2 separate regions of the Sus scrofa genome follow, and region 1 is linked to region 2. A link is a contact called in public HiChIP or PLAC-seq data. All regions are on one chromosome and are shown on one strand. The core of a region is the stretch at or near the end of the contact, and the rest is flanking DNA. Distances in the headings are between cores, read along the strand shown.

The links. HiChIP or PLAC-seq counts read pairs in DNA pulled down with a chosen protein or histone mark.
Region 1: a contact with region 2 is called in an H3K27ac HiChIP or PLAC-seq map of alveolar macrophages. The contact joins the promoter of PTPA here to the promoter of SET in region 2. A contact is called at or near these places in 1 of 5 promoter capture datasets (fetal liver) and 1 of 2 datasets of contacts at active chromatin or transcription factors (alveolar macrophages).

The regions. Positions count from the first base shown.
Region 1 is chr1:269,398,288-269,404,434 of Sscrofa11.1, reverse strand. It overlaps PTPA (serine/threonine-protein phosphatase 2A activator), which reads right to left and starts at 2,659. Exons shown (of 10, transcript XM_001926077.6): 1 at 2,349-2,659. The coding sequence starts at 2,379. CRAT (carnitine O-acetyltransferase) reads left to right here and starts at 3,193. Exons shown (of 14, transcript NM_001113047.1): 1 at 3,193-3,339; 2 at 5,816-6,079. The coding sequence starts at 3,313.
Region 2 is chr1:269,052,086-269,058,160 of Sscrofa11.1, reverse strand. It overlaps SET (SET nuclear oncogene), which reads right to left and starts at 1,647. Exons shown (of 8, transcript NM_001244090.1): 1 at 1,372-1,647. The coding sequence starts at 1,444. It overlaps LOC102158334 (a long non-coding RNA gene), which reads left to right and starts at 1,906. Exons shown (of 4, transcript XR_001306652.2): 1 at 1,906-2,579; 2 at 3,247-3,378; 3 at 5,249-5,644; 4 at 5,750-6,075.

The sequences.
Region 1 (6,147 bases), core at 1,410-3,909, 350 kb before region 2:
AGGGAGTTCCTGCCGTGGCTCAGTGGTTAACGAACCTGACTAGTATCCAGGAGGATGTGGGTTCGAACCCTGGCCTTGCTCAGTGGGGTAAGGATCCAGCGTTGCCATGAGCTGTGGTATAGGATCGAAGATGTGGCTTGGCTCCTGCGTTGTGATGGCCGTGGCATGGACTGTAGTTCCGATTAGGCCCCTAGCCTGGGAACTTCCATGTGCCATGGGTGCTGCCCTTAAAAAAAAAAAAAAAAAAAAAAAAAGATGGAAACATCCAGAGTTTTAGAGATGTTCCTCAAAAAGCTCCTGGGAGTATTTATTATCATCTACCGTGTGGGAACCTGGCTACACATTCGACCTGTACCACCTCGGGAAGGATGAGAGTAAGCCACGTTTACCGACTCCCCACCACGTCCCATGATTTGCCCTCATCGTCTCCAGAACCCACACCGTAACACTGTCAAGAAGGTACAGGAGCCCCCTCTTGAGCAAACAGGCTCACAGAGGCTACGACATGCCAGGGAGAGACAGGTCTCTGTAACTCCAAGATCCAAGGTTCGCTCCACTACGCTGTCTGAGTGGTTCTTTCCACTGGTTCCTCACCGTCTGGTTTCAAACTTCAAAGAAGAGCCACCTCCTGGGAACCTGACTCTTCCCAGCCACAGATAACCTCCCAGAGCCATCTTCTCTCAGTACAGGCTCACTCCCATGTCCCCCACCACCTGTCTTCAGAGACAACATTCATCTTACTGATAATCCTCTTTTTTTTTTTTTTTTTTTTTTTTTTTGCCTGTTAGGACCGTATCTGTGGCATGTGGAAATTCCCAGGCCAGGGGTCAAATCGGAGCTACAGCTGCCGGCCTACACCACAGACACTGCAACACAGGATCCAAGCAAGTCTGCAGCCTACACCACAGCTCAGGGCAACGCCAGATCCTTAACCCTAGATCCTTAATCCACTGAGCGAGGCCAGGGATGGAACCCATCATCCTCATGGTTCCTAGTCGGGTTCGTTAACCACTGAGCCACGAAGGGACCTCCTCATCTTACTGATAACTCTGGTTGCCTTATATATCCTGAGATCATTACTAGAATTCCTAAAGCACATGCACAGAAATTTTGTTAACAAAATAAATGTCTGGTTTCAAATGCTCTAACAGACCATACCCAGCTTTTTGTTCATTGATTTGGGGCAGGGGGCGGGGAATATCTCTTTTGATCTTTAAAATGTCTCTGTCCTGAGACCTTCCCAGGGATCACAAAAGGTGAGACACAGAAGGAATATTGAATGGTTTCAAAACATTAGGTGTTTTTGAAATAGCTGTTTGACCAACCTATCTGCAACCTCTTTAAACATTAGCTACCAAAAGAAATTTTTTTAAAAAGTTATCTACTATCAGTCCTTCTAGCTCAAGTTAGGGTGGCAAGAGTGGTCAGCAAACTTCCTTCCATTTCCCCAAGTTTCCGCTCTAGGAGAATCGTTCCCCAAGCTTCTGCTGTGGGGCAACAGACTCGAAACGTGTAGGAAGTGCTGGCACGTAGGTTCCATCCCCAGCCTGGCACAGTGCCTTAAGGATCCCGCGTTGACACAGCTGCGGCTTGGGCCGCAACTGCGGCTTGGATCTGATCCCTGGCCCAGGAACTCCATAGGCTGCCAGGCGGCCAAAAAAAAAAAGAGAGAGAGAGACAGAGAGAGAAAATCCTTTCCCTGGCCGCTCCATCCCAGCTATTTGAGATGAATTAAAAAGAAACCTCGGTGTAAATAAAAGTTACAGATGGTGAGACCAGAAAGAGACTCAGCTCCTTGCACAACCAGTCTTTCTAAATTAATAGTTTAGACGATCCAGGGCAGTAACTTCTTGGTAACTTCTCAGCCCCTGAATCTCCGGTGCCAGGCCTCCGAGGAGGAGAGGGGAGATGAAAGAGGGGTGGTCAGGGAGTCGGGGAGGCGGGAAAGGGGGTCCGGGCAGGCCCAGGCCCAAGGAGCACCAGGGTCTAATAAAGACAGCAGCCCCCACCCCCGACAGCTTCCCCACTGGGTCAAGAGCTGACAAACACGCGCAGCCCAGACGTGGAAAAGGCCACCGGACCGTCCACCCGACCCTCGGGCGGCTCAAGCTCCCCAAGTCCTGGTATTGCGCCCCTCCCAGCACCCCTTTTGCAGCCCTGGGTTCCTGCCCCCCACCTCCAGGTCCCCCCAGCCCTTCCCCCTCGGGGCCCCAAGAGCGTCGCTCATCTCTCTCAACCGTCGGGCTGCAGAGCCCCCCACCCCCCACGCCATCCCCGCCCCCAGACCCAGCACCGCCCCCGCGTCCCCGCGCCCCCACCCCGCAGCGGCCCGGCCCGTCCCGTCCTACCTGGCGGCGACTGCCGCTCGCCCTCAGCCATCTTCCGCCCGCCAGGAGCCGGCCCGGATGCCTGCAGTCCCCTCTCGCCTTTCACCCCCGCACCTTCCCTGCCCTTCCCGGGCTCCCCTACGCGCTCCGAGCTTTCTGAAGAGAAACGAGCACTGGCTGGCTAGAACCGAAAACCGAGAATTAAAGTCACCCCAGCGAAGACGACCGCCATGTTGGTGCGGGGCACCCAGGGAGCATGCCCAGCAACGGCCGGCTCGCGGCGGTCGCGCTCACTCCGAGGCGGCGGCCATGTTGGTGCGGGGCACCCAGGGAGCATGCGCACCGACGGCCGGCTCGCGGCCCGACGCGCCAACTGCCTGCCGGGAGGGCCCTGGGAGCGCGGCAGCCATGCTTTTGCGGGGCGGTCCCCACCTGTCATCTCGGAGCGTGGCTCTGACCCAATCCCGAGGACTAGTGGAAGACAGTCTCCTGTCGGTATGGTTGTGTTTTCCTAGCACTTTGAGAGCAGCGCTCAAGGACACCAAAGGGACTGAGAGGGGTGCACACCGCTGCCTCCAACAATTTGGACGGCTCATGGAGGCGGGAAAGGGCAAGGTGGACGGCGGGCGCCGCTGTGCGCCTCTTGGGTTCCACCGCCTAGCGGTGAACCCACCTGCAGGGGGCCCGGGCCCCGCCCCCGGCGCCGCCCCCGGCCCCGCCTCCCGGGCCGCCCAGCGCTCGCGGCTAGAGGTCGGCGTTCGCCGCCCGCCGAAGGCCCCGCCCCAAGAGTCCGCCTCCCGCGGGCCGCCTGCCGGCCGCCGCCCGGCGGGGTGGGTGGGCGCGGGGCCGCTTCTACCCGCCGGCGGTGGTGACTCGGCGATCTTGGACCGGAAGGGTCTAGTGGGGACCCACCTACAGCCGCGGCGCGGACTTTGACCAGCGCCTGGGGAGGAGCGGACAGTGTGTCCCTGGGCAGGCCGCCGAGATGTTATCCTTCGCTGCCAGGACCGTGGTGAGTGCGGCGGGGAAACCGGCCTGGTGGACCATGGACGGGACGGGTGGGCCGCGGGCCGAGCCACCCGCGCAGCTGCGCCGGAAAGGGGAGGACACAGGCCGTAGAGGCGACGCGGCCCAGCGGCCGCGGTCCAGTCCGGCCAGCAGCTGCTGGGAAGGGGTCAGCAGGTGGATTAATCCCGTCTGGCAGAGGGAGAGACTGAGGCTCAAGGTCAGAGGCTGGATCGAACCCACACTTTGTGGCGCTAAATTTCAATGACCCGGAAAAGATAACGCCCTGGCCTCAGGCAGCACCTCCACCCGTAGCCAAGGAACCGAGAGAGACCAGGAGTGTCTCTCAGAGATTATTCTCTCACTCACTCACTCACCTGTCCCATGCTCAGCCTGAGCCATTTCTTCCCGGCCAGAGCCACTTCTCCAACTCCCTGCAGTTAGTCACCTTCCCTGGGCTTATCAAACGGCCCCTGGGGAATTGTGTGTGGTCAGAGACACTCCACTGAAGGCATCAAGCTGGGCTGCTCAGAAAGTCCTCCCAACTGGCAGAGGGCGGCAGGTGGCAGCCCCATTCCCCCCCCCCCCCCGCGTGCCACCAGTCTCTTCCTCAACTTGACTTACAGCTACATCCCCCCATCCCTCCGCCCGCCCCCCATCTTCCCAGAGGGCAGCTTGGAGCAGGTGTTGCTGCTGATTCGGATCTCTTTCCTCTCTGCTCCAAGCATATCTCTGTCTGTGTCCCCTTCTATGCCAAGAAGAATGTTTGGCCTCTGCCAGGCCCAGAGGCTCTTGAGATCTTCCAGGATCTTCTAGAGCTCCCCCTTACACCTGCCACCTGATCTGTGTCCACAGCCTCTAGGTCATCTCCCAGGACCTGCTATGTGGCCTGATCTCTTTACTGCCAGGAAAACTGAGGCAAGGAGAGACTTGGCCAGAATCCCTTGGATCTGTTGTCTCCAATCTAGCCCAATCCCAAAACTAGCGTCCTTGATGGATTTTTAATGCCCAAAGTCCTCTCTTTTTTGCGGGGGGGGGGGGGCATGCCTGCAGCATGTGAAATTTCCACACCAGTGATTGAATCCTCAACACAGCATTAACCCAAGCCCCTGCAGTGACAGCGCCGGATCCTTAGAGAACTCCCAAAGTTCTCTGCCCTTGCCTGCCCCCCGCAGCTGATTGAGCCACAGCTCAAGAGAACCAGGCTTTGCTGGGAGGATGGCCCGGAAGGGCCCCAGGAGTCGTGGAGGGAAACGTCCACTTACTGCCCTTTCTCAGCATCTGCGCCTTTGCACCTGCCCAGTTTTCAGGACTATATGCAGGGTTACGGTGTATCCTCAGCAGCCAAGCAGTTTCTGTCCTCCAGCCAAGTTTTCCCTCATCAAACAGGCTTATGCAGATTCTAACAGGTGGATTTTTAATACCCCTTGGCTTGCCTCCCTGGCCCTGGGCCCAGCCAGGGAGGAAAGGTTTCCATGTCTCCTCCTCGGGTACACACCCGCAGCCTTCTCACCTGCTCCCCATTTCTCCCCTTCTGGAAACTAGGGAGGGTGGAACAACGGCTCCAGCGATAGCCAGAACCCGAGAAGCCACCAGAGCCACCACAGCCATCGCCTCTGCCGCCCTCCTGAATCTTGGCTCTTGTCTTCTCTTTCCAGCCCGGGCAAGTGGCTGTCTCTTGCTAGGTTCTGCTCACCCACTTGGTAGCACAGTTAGGCTTAGCGATCCAGCCCAAGGCAGACAGACAGGGCTCAGAACCTCAGTCCTGCCATGGAGGACGGGCAGCAGAAAGAGAAGGTATGAAACGGAGCCTCTGTCACTTGCCTCCCCACTGCTGCCAGCAGCCTCGGACTCTCCTATCTCTCTTTCTGTCCGCCTCCTCCAGAGTCTCCAGACTCTCCCTCTCTGCCAACTCACACCCTCCTTGCCAGGCCTCTCAGCTCTCTCTTGTCACGACGCTGCCCCTATGCCACCCCTGTCCTCACCCCACAGCCAGGAAAATGCCCGAGGCCTCGCCCTCACCCAAAGGTACTGCGGCTTTATCATGTGGCTCTGTCTGATCTTCTCTTCCCTCTTCTATCTCAACCTGGCAAGGGGGGGAGAAAAGGAGGTGAGGCCTTCCGGGCAGGGGTGTTCACTCATCACCCCAGGGAGAGAAAGGCGGGGCCTGTGCACCCGCCAGGTGAGAGGTCCCTCTGACCTCTGCCTGCCCCACAGGTGCTGCTGCTCCTGACGTGGTCCCTTCGAGCCCTGATGAGAGCAGTGGCCACACCCCACCCTCCCCCACCCCTGTGTGCACCTCCAGGCCCCTGGGAGGCGGAGACACCTGTAGCTCGAGGGCTGGGAAGTCAGGGCAGACCCCTCCCAAGAGGCTGTCTCTGACCCCAGGAATGGGCACATAAATGCCCAGGGCAGTGGCTTTGGGGCTGCCAGGGCCTCCCAGAGCTGGTGAGAGAATGAGCAGGCTCTTGTGCTGTGTGCAGGCGAGGCCCCTGGGCTTCCTCAAGCCCTCCTCCTTGACGAAGGTTTCCAGTCACTTCAAGACGCACCAGGACTCACTGCCCCGGCTGCCCGTGCCCCCGCTCCAGCAGACCCTGGACCATTATCTCAAGGCACTGCAGCCCATCGTCAGCGAAGAGGAGTGGGCCCAAACCAAGCAGCTGGTGGAAGAGTTTCAGTCTCCAGGGGGCGTAGGGGAGCGCCTGCAGAAGGGGCTGGAGCGCAGGGCCAGGAAGACGGAGAACTGGGTGAGTGAGAAGGCCGGGGGCACACCAGACCCCTCGGCTCCTGTGGAGGGTGAGGGGAACAGGGCCCC
Region 2 (6,075 bases), core at 398-2,897:
GAGTTGACAAATTACTTTTTAATTAAAAGACTATTCACAGATCATGCTGTTAAGACTACTCAAAATGTTTGACTGAAACACTTTAAGAGTTCCATTAGACCAATTATCAAAGTTTCTATTATGAGAATAAACCCTATGCAGAAATTTAGTGTTTTTTAAAAAACTCACATTGTATACTTGCAATAAAGTAGCACCCGCTCTTAACTATAATACGGAAACTAACCCGTGACAATAGCAAAAATTATAACACCATCTGTTTCCACGGCGCTATCATCTTTTATACGAAGTTAAAATATTGTTCAGTATCCACTACTTTTAAGACATCGGACACGCCTACAAACACGGAGAAGGCTCTTGAACTATCCCACCTCGGTCAACACTCGATTTCACCATATCAGCATAGGAACCCCAGGATTCAAATCTACCTTTCTCACCCCTCCAACCCAATTCACGTGGCCCGATCTCAGACGTGGCCCCACATGGCTATGAGCACACAAGGAGCCAGCATGAAGTCAGAAAACTATGAGAGCAATAAGGCAGAGGATGAAAAGGGGGTGTGCTGCGGAATGGTGCCTTTTTATCCGTTCAAGAATGTAAAACCTACAGAGCTGAAGTGGGCGTGAAGGGGCCCGAGCGTTCGGTTCATTTCCGGCATCCAGCCCGGGATGTACAGCCCCCCCGCCGCGAAAGCCTTCACGGAAAAGACCAGGTTTGCTAGGTGCCATTGTAAAGACCCCCCGACACTCCGGCCGTCGCGCGCGCCAGGTGTCTCAGCGCGCTGCAGCGACGAGGTGGCCTCCCCACGTGGGGACCTGCCAAGGGCCGGCCGGAGCATCCTCCCGGCGGCCGGGGCCCGCTGCGCGGCCGGCCGCGTGTTTCCCCGCGCCCCCACCCCGCCCCAGCTCGAGGCAGAGGGCCGCGCCGGGGCCGGCCTCCGGGTGGGGGTGCGGGGGCGCCGCCCGCGGGCCGGGCGCGAAGGGGGAGCCGTGCGGAGGCCCGGGCGCGGGGCCGCGTCCGGCCGCACCATGTGGCGGCGGCGGCGGCTGATGGGAGCGAGGCATCATGGCGGAGCACAATAAAGAGAGGCTTCTCGGGAGGGAGGGAGGGGGAGGAGAGCGAGGGAGGGGGGAGAGGAAGGGGGGGTCTCCTCCGCCCGCGCCGAGCAGGCCGCAGCGCCCCCGCCTCGCAGCGCCGTCCGCCGCCGCGGCGCCACCCGGCCCCGGCCCCGCGCGCACAAAAAAGGGCGCCGAGGCGCGCGCCGGCCCGTCCGCCCAGCGCCCCCCGCGCGCCCCGGGCCCCGCCGGCGGCCTGCGGCCGGGCGGACGGCGAAGATGGCGGCGCGGGCCGGCCCCCGCCTCGCCTGCTCCTCACCTGAGGTCTCGTCGGCCCCGTCGTGGTTGGAGTTGAGCTCCTTTTTACTGACTTTGGCCGCCGGCGCCGACATGGTGCTGCTCCGCGGTCGGGGGGGGAACGGGGAGGGGGAGAGAAGGGAAGGCGAAGGGGGCGGGCAGCGGCTTCCCCTCACGCCACACGCGCGGGCGCTCGCTCGGTCCGGCCGCCTCCTCCGGGCGCTCGCTCGCTCTCCCTCCCCCTGGCTCGCGCGCGCTGCCCTCGCGGCCTGACGACGAGGGAGGGGCTGGGGCGGCGTGCCGGGCCCCGGCCCGGGCTCCTGCTTACGGAGGGGAGGCGGCGGCGGCGGGCGGGCGGGCAGGCGGCTCGGCTCTCTCACTCACGCTCCGCGCTCCAGCTCGCTGCTCGCTCTCCCCGAGCCGCCTCCTCCTCCACCTCCTCCTCACGGCGAGGGGCGGGCGGCAGGGCGCAGGCGCGCCAGGCCCCGCGCGCACGCCCCGCCTCCGGCCGGAGAAGCTCGCGCCGCCTGGCCATTGGCTGGGGCTCAGGGACGAGGGGGCGGAGCCGCGGCGCGGAGACACAGGGCCTGGCGAAGAGGCGGGAGGAAAGAACGCCGCGACGTACGGGTCCGGCCCCCCGCGCCGCGCTCCCCTCCCCCGCTTTCCCCTTCTCCAGCCCGACCCGGGACATTTGCGCGCTACGGCCCTAGGGGCGGGGCCTCGCCAGGCTGCGCGCAGGCTCCCGGGCGGGTGCGTCACGTGGTGGCAGAGCGGCTTCCCTCATCCGCCGGGTGGCGCCGAAGAGAGGGGTCTCCGCAGCCCCCCAAAAGCGCAGGCCTGTTAGTAGCTTGGCTTCACATCGTTGCCCAGATGTATACCCACCCTGGGTTCTGCACTCAGGGACACTTCTGAGGCGTTCTTCTCGTGAGGAAAGCTAGGTGGCACCTCGTCTTGTTTCCCAGACGGGGAGCTGCCTTTCGGACTCTTCTCCCGCGTGTTTGCAAAGCCCGAAGCTGCCCGGTCCACTCACAGGCCTTTTCCTGGTTCTTAGTCCCAGCAGGTTGTGTGCACTTGGGCAAGTCACTTTACCTCTCTGGACCTACTTCTGTTATGGAATTATAGAATTCAAAAAAGACTGCGAGATCCCGCTGTGGTGCCGCGGGTTAAAATTCAGACTGCAAAAAGGAAAAAAGAAAGAAAAAAAAAAGGACTGCAGCCTCGCAGGCAAAGGTTCGGTCCTGGCCCAGGAACTTCCAAATGCTGCTGGTGTGAACCACTAAAAAAAAAAAAAAAAAAAAAAAAAAAAGGCAAATGGAACTTTGTGTCAGTGGTGATGTTAAAGCAAGGCCGGGAGTTCCCGTCATGGCTCAGCCAAAGGGAATCTGAACAGGATCCATGAGGACCCAGATGCCCTCTCTGGCCTCGCTCAGTAGGTTAAGGATCCAGCGTTGCGGTCAACAGTGGTGTAGATCACAGGGGCGCTTGGATCTGGCGTGGCTGTAGCGTAGGCCGGCAGCTGCAGCTCAGCTTTGACCTCTAGCTTGAGAACCTCCACATGCCTCCAGTGCAGCCCTAAAAAGACCAAAAAAAAAAAAAAAAAAGGCAGGGCCTTACTAAAATGGAAGTCCTCTGAGGGCAAGGGGTTGCCACATTCATTGGGGGTCCTTTTGGCCCTACTCTGCTGTAATTCAAGGAGGTCGCAAGAAACCGTACAGAGTGCTGAGCCAGTCCCAGCAACTGCACCCGCACTGCAGTGAAGCTGCACAACTGCAAGATAGGGTAGGCGGTGCTAATTTCATTTTGCCCTATCAGAGAGAGGACAACAGGGGGGCTTTAGGGGCCAAATCTTGAAATATGAAAGAGGCCAAAGTATTTCTGTTTAAATTCTGCTTTCCAGGTAACGCAAGTGTACCGCTGACTGCTCTACTCCCTCCTGCAGAGCCCAGACATGGACCACAACAAGCCTGAAATCAGAATTCCCATCACGGCTCAGGGGAAACCAATCTGACTAGCATCCGTGAAGACTCAGGTTTGATCCCTGGCCTCACTCAGCAGATTAAGATCCAGCGTGGTCGTGAGCTGTGGTGTAGGTCACAGATGCTGTTTGGATGTGGTGTGGCTGTGGCGTAGGTCAGCAGCTACAGCTCTGATTCCACCCCTAGCCTAGGAACCTCCACATGCCTTGGGTGTGGCCCTAAAAAGACCCAAAAAATTAAATTAAATTAAATTTAAAAAGCCTGAAATCCCTCTCTGGGTATTTGTAACCAAAACTAGGGGTTGCATTATTTGCAATCCAGCACTCACATTTTACTATCAGCTCTTAAAGCTCAAGCAGTGTCTTGAATGTTCGAGATAGTCCATTGGTGGGTGATTGATAAATGTTAAATGGCATACAGTTTATGGGCAAAGAATACGAATGTCTTCTTGGGACTTTCCTCCAAAGCCAGAAATTAATCTTCCCTCCAAATATTATTCTCAACTGAGTCCAGTTCAATCTGTATCTAAGCTGATTGGGCAGGCTTTTTGGCGGGGGCTGGGCCCCATGGCATGTGGAAGTTCCAAGGCTAGGGATCAAAACCTGATCCAGGAGTTCCCGTCGTGGCGCAGTGGTTAACGAATCCGACTAGGAACCATGAGGTTGCGGGTTCGGTCCCTGCCCTTGCTCAGTGGGTTAAGGATTTAGCGTTGCCGTGAGCTGTGGTGTAGGTTGCAGACGCGGCTCGGATCCCCCGTTGCTGTGGCTCCTGGCGTAGGCCGGTGGCTACAGCTCTGATTAGACCCCTAGCCTGGGAACCTCCATATGCCTCGGGAGTGGCCCAAAGAAATAGCAAAAAGACAAAAAAAACCAAAAAACAAAAAACAAAACCTGATCCATAGCAGTGACCTGCACCAGTGCAGCGACAATACCAGATACTTAACATGCTGAATCACAGCCCGCTGAACCACAAGGGATCTCCTGGACAGCTTTGTTTGTTTTTTTAAACCACCCCTCTGGCATATGTGATTCCCACACCAGGGAATCAGATCCAAGCCACAGTTGTGACCTAAGCTGAAGGCAACAACAGATCCTTAACCCACTGTGCTGGGCGGGGAATCAAACCTGTGTCCCAGCACTCCCAAAAACGCCACTGATCCCCTTGCACCACAGTGGGAACTCCCTGCAAAGGCTTTTGAAAGGAACAATCCTTAAGAGCAATGAGAAGCTGGTAAATAAATGTTTGATAGTCAGCTCCCAGAAGAGAAACAAACACCCCAAACCCTGATGTGTAATCTTTGCTGGTTTCACTGGTCTGTAAATACTCTTACCAAGACCAATTTCCTGCTTCCACTGTGATGTCACTGGACAGAGCTGGAAAGTAATACCGGGCTCCAGTGGGCTGCTGAAGCATGCAGCGTGGGCCACAGGCTGAGAGTACACCTTTTCTTCTCATTTAATCCTCACAAAATACAAGGCAGGTATGAATGATATTCTCATTTCACAGATAAACTCAACTTTTTTTGATGCCAGTGGCAAAACCAAGCTAGTGGAAATAAAGCCCCTGCCCAAGAGGACATTTGCCCTTTTTTTTTTTTTTTTTTTTTTTGTGACCCAAACTACAAGAAGAGGTACGTCTGACATTAGATGAGTTCCTGTTTGGCTTGGTGGATTGAGGATCCAGCATTGTCAATACCGTAGCGTGGGTTCAATCCCTGGCCTGGGAAACTTCCACATGCCATGGATGCCAGAAAAAAAAAAAAAAAAAAAAATTGGTTGGGATGATCTTTACACAACTCTAAATGCAGCAAAATTCATTAAAAAAAAAAAAAAAGACATTCGGACCCAGTATACATTTACAAAACAATGCTTGCCCTCACTGAAGGTGATGACTCTTTAATATTCTATATTATTTTCTTTAAAGGCAGGTCACTCTCCACGAACATGATTTCATAACCCACAAATGGGATGAAAGAGTCTGAAAAGGCTGCTGCTTTCATACACAAAACCTGCTCACTCTTTGCCACCAGTGACCCAGAGCCTCTTCTAAATGCCTAATCTACCCGTGTTTCCCCTAGATCTGCAGGGGCTCCATCGAATGCCTATAATACCTTTGATTAGGCAATGGGCTTCAAGGCTCCCCTCCCACCATCCCAGCCCTTAGGGCCATCCCATTCTTCCTGTCCTTTCCCAAAGCGTTTCTCAAGATGAACTCAAGGAGCACCCACTAGGAAGTGGAAGAGAAAGAGAAAGCAAAAAGAGCAAGAGTTTCAGTAAACAAGGGAGTGGCATGGACACACCAAGAGATCATTCACCCACTGTGAGTTATTTTCTGTGGCCTCTCTCCCTCTCCAGCATGAGGCACTCTGCATTCTCTCCTTGTCCTCTCATCTCACTCAGAATTCCTCTCTCTTCTTCTTCCCAGACTCCTTTGGAGAAGACTCTCACAGCTTAAAGATTGGAAGAGAGATGCTGGCGACGCAGCATCCCCTACAACGCAGAGCTGTCCCAGGATGAACCACCTTGGAGGGACGGTGGTTGCACCTTGGGATCCCTTCTGGTGCCCTTAGTTCTCCCGGAAAGCAAAGCAGAAGGCGACCAGAAGGACTCATCCACATCTTGCTACTCACAAGTGAGAAGGAATTTACTATCTGTCTCAAGAGCACTGATTATGAGCCAACTGCTGTCCTGTTTCACTTCCACTTAAGCCTCACAGATAGCTATTGTGGAGCCCATGTTACTGAAGAGGAA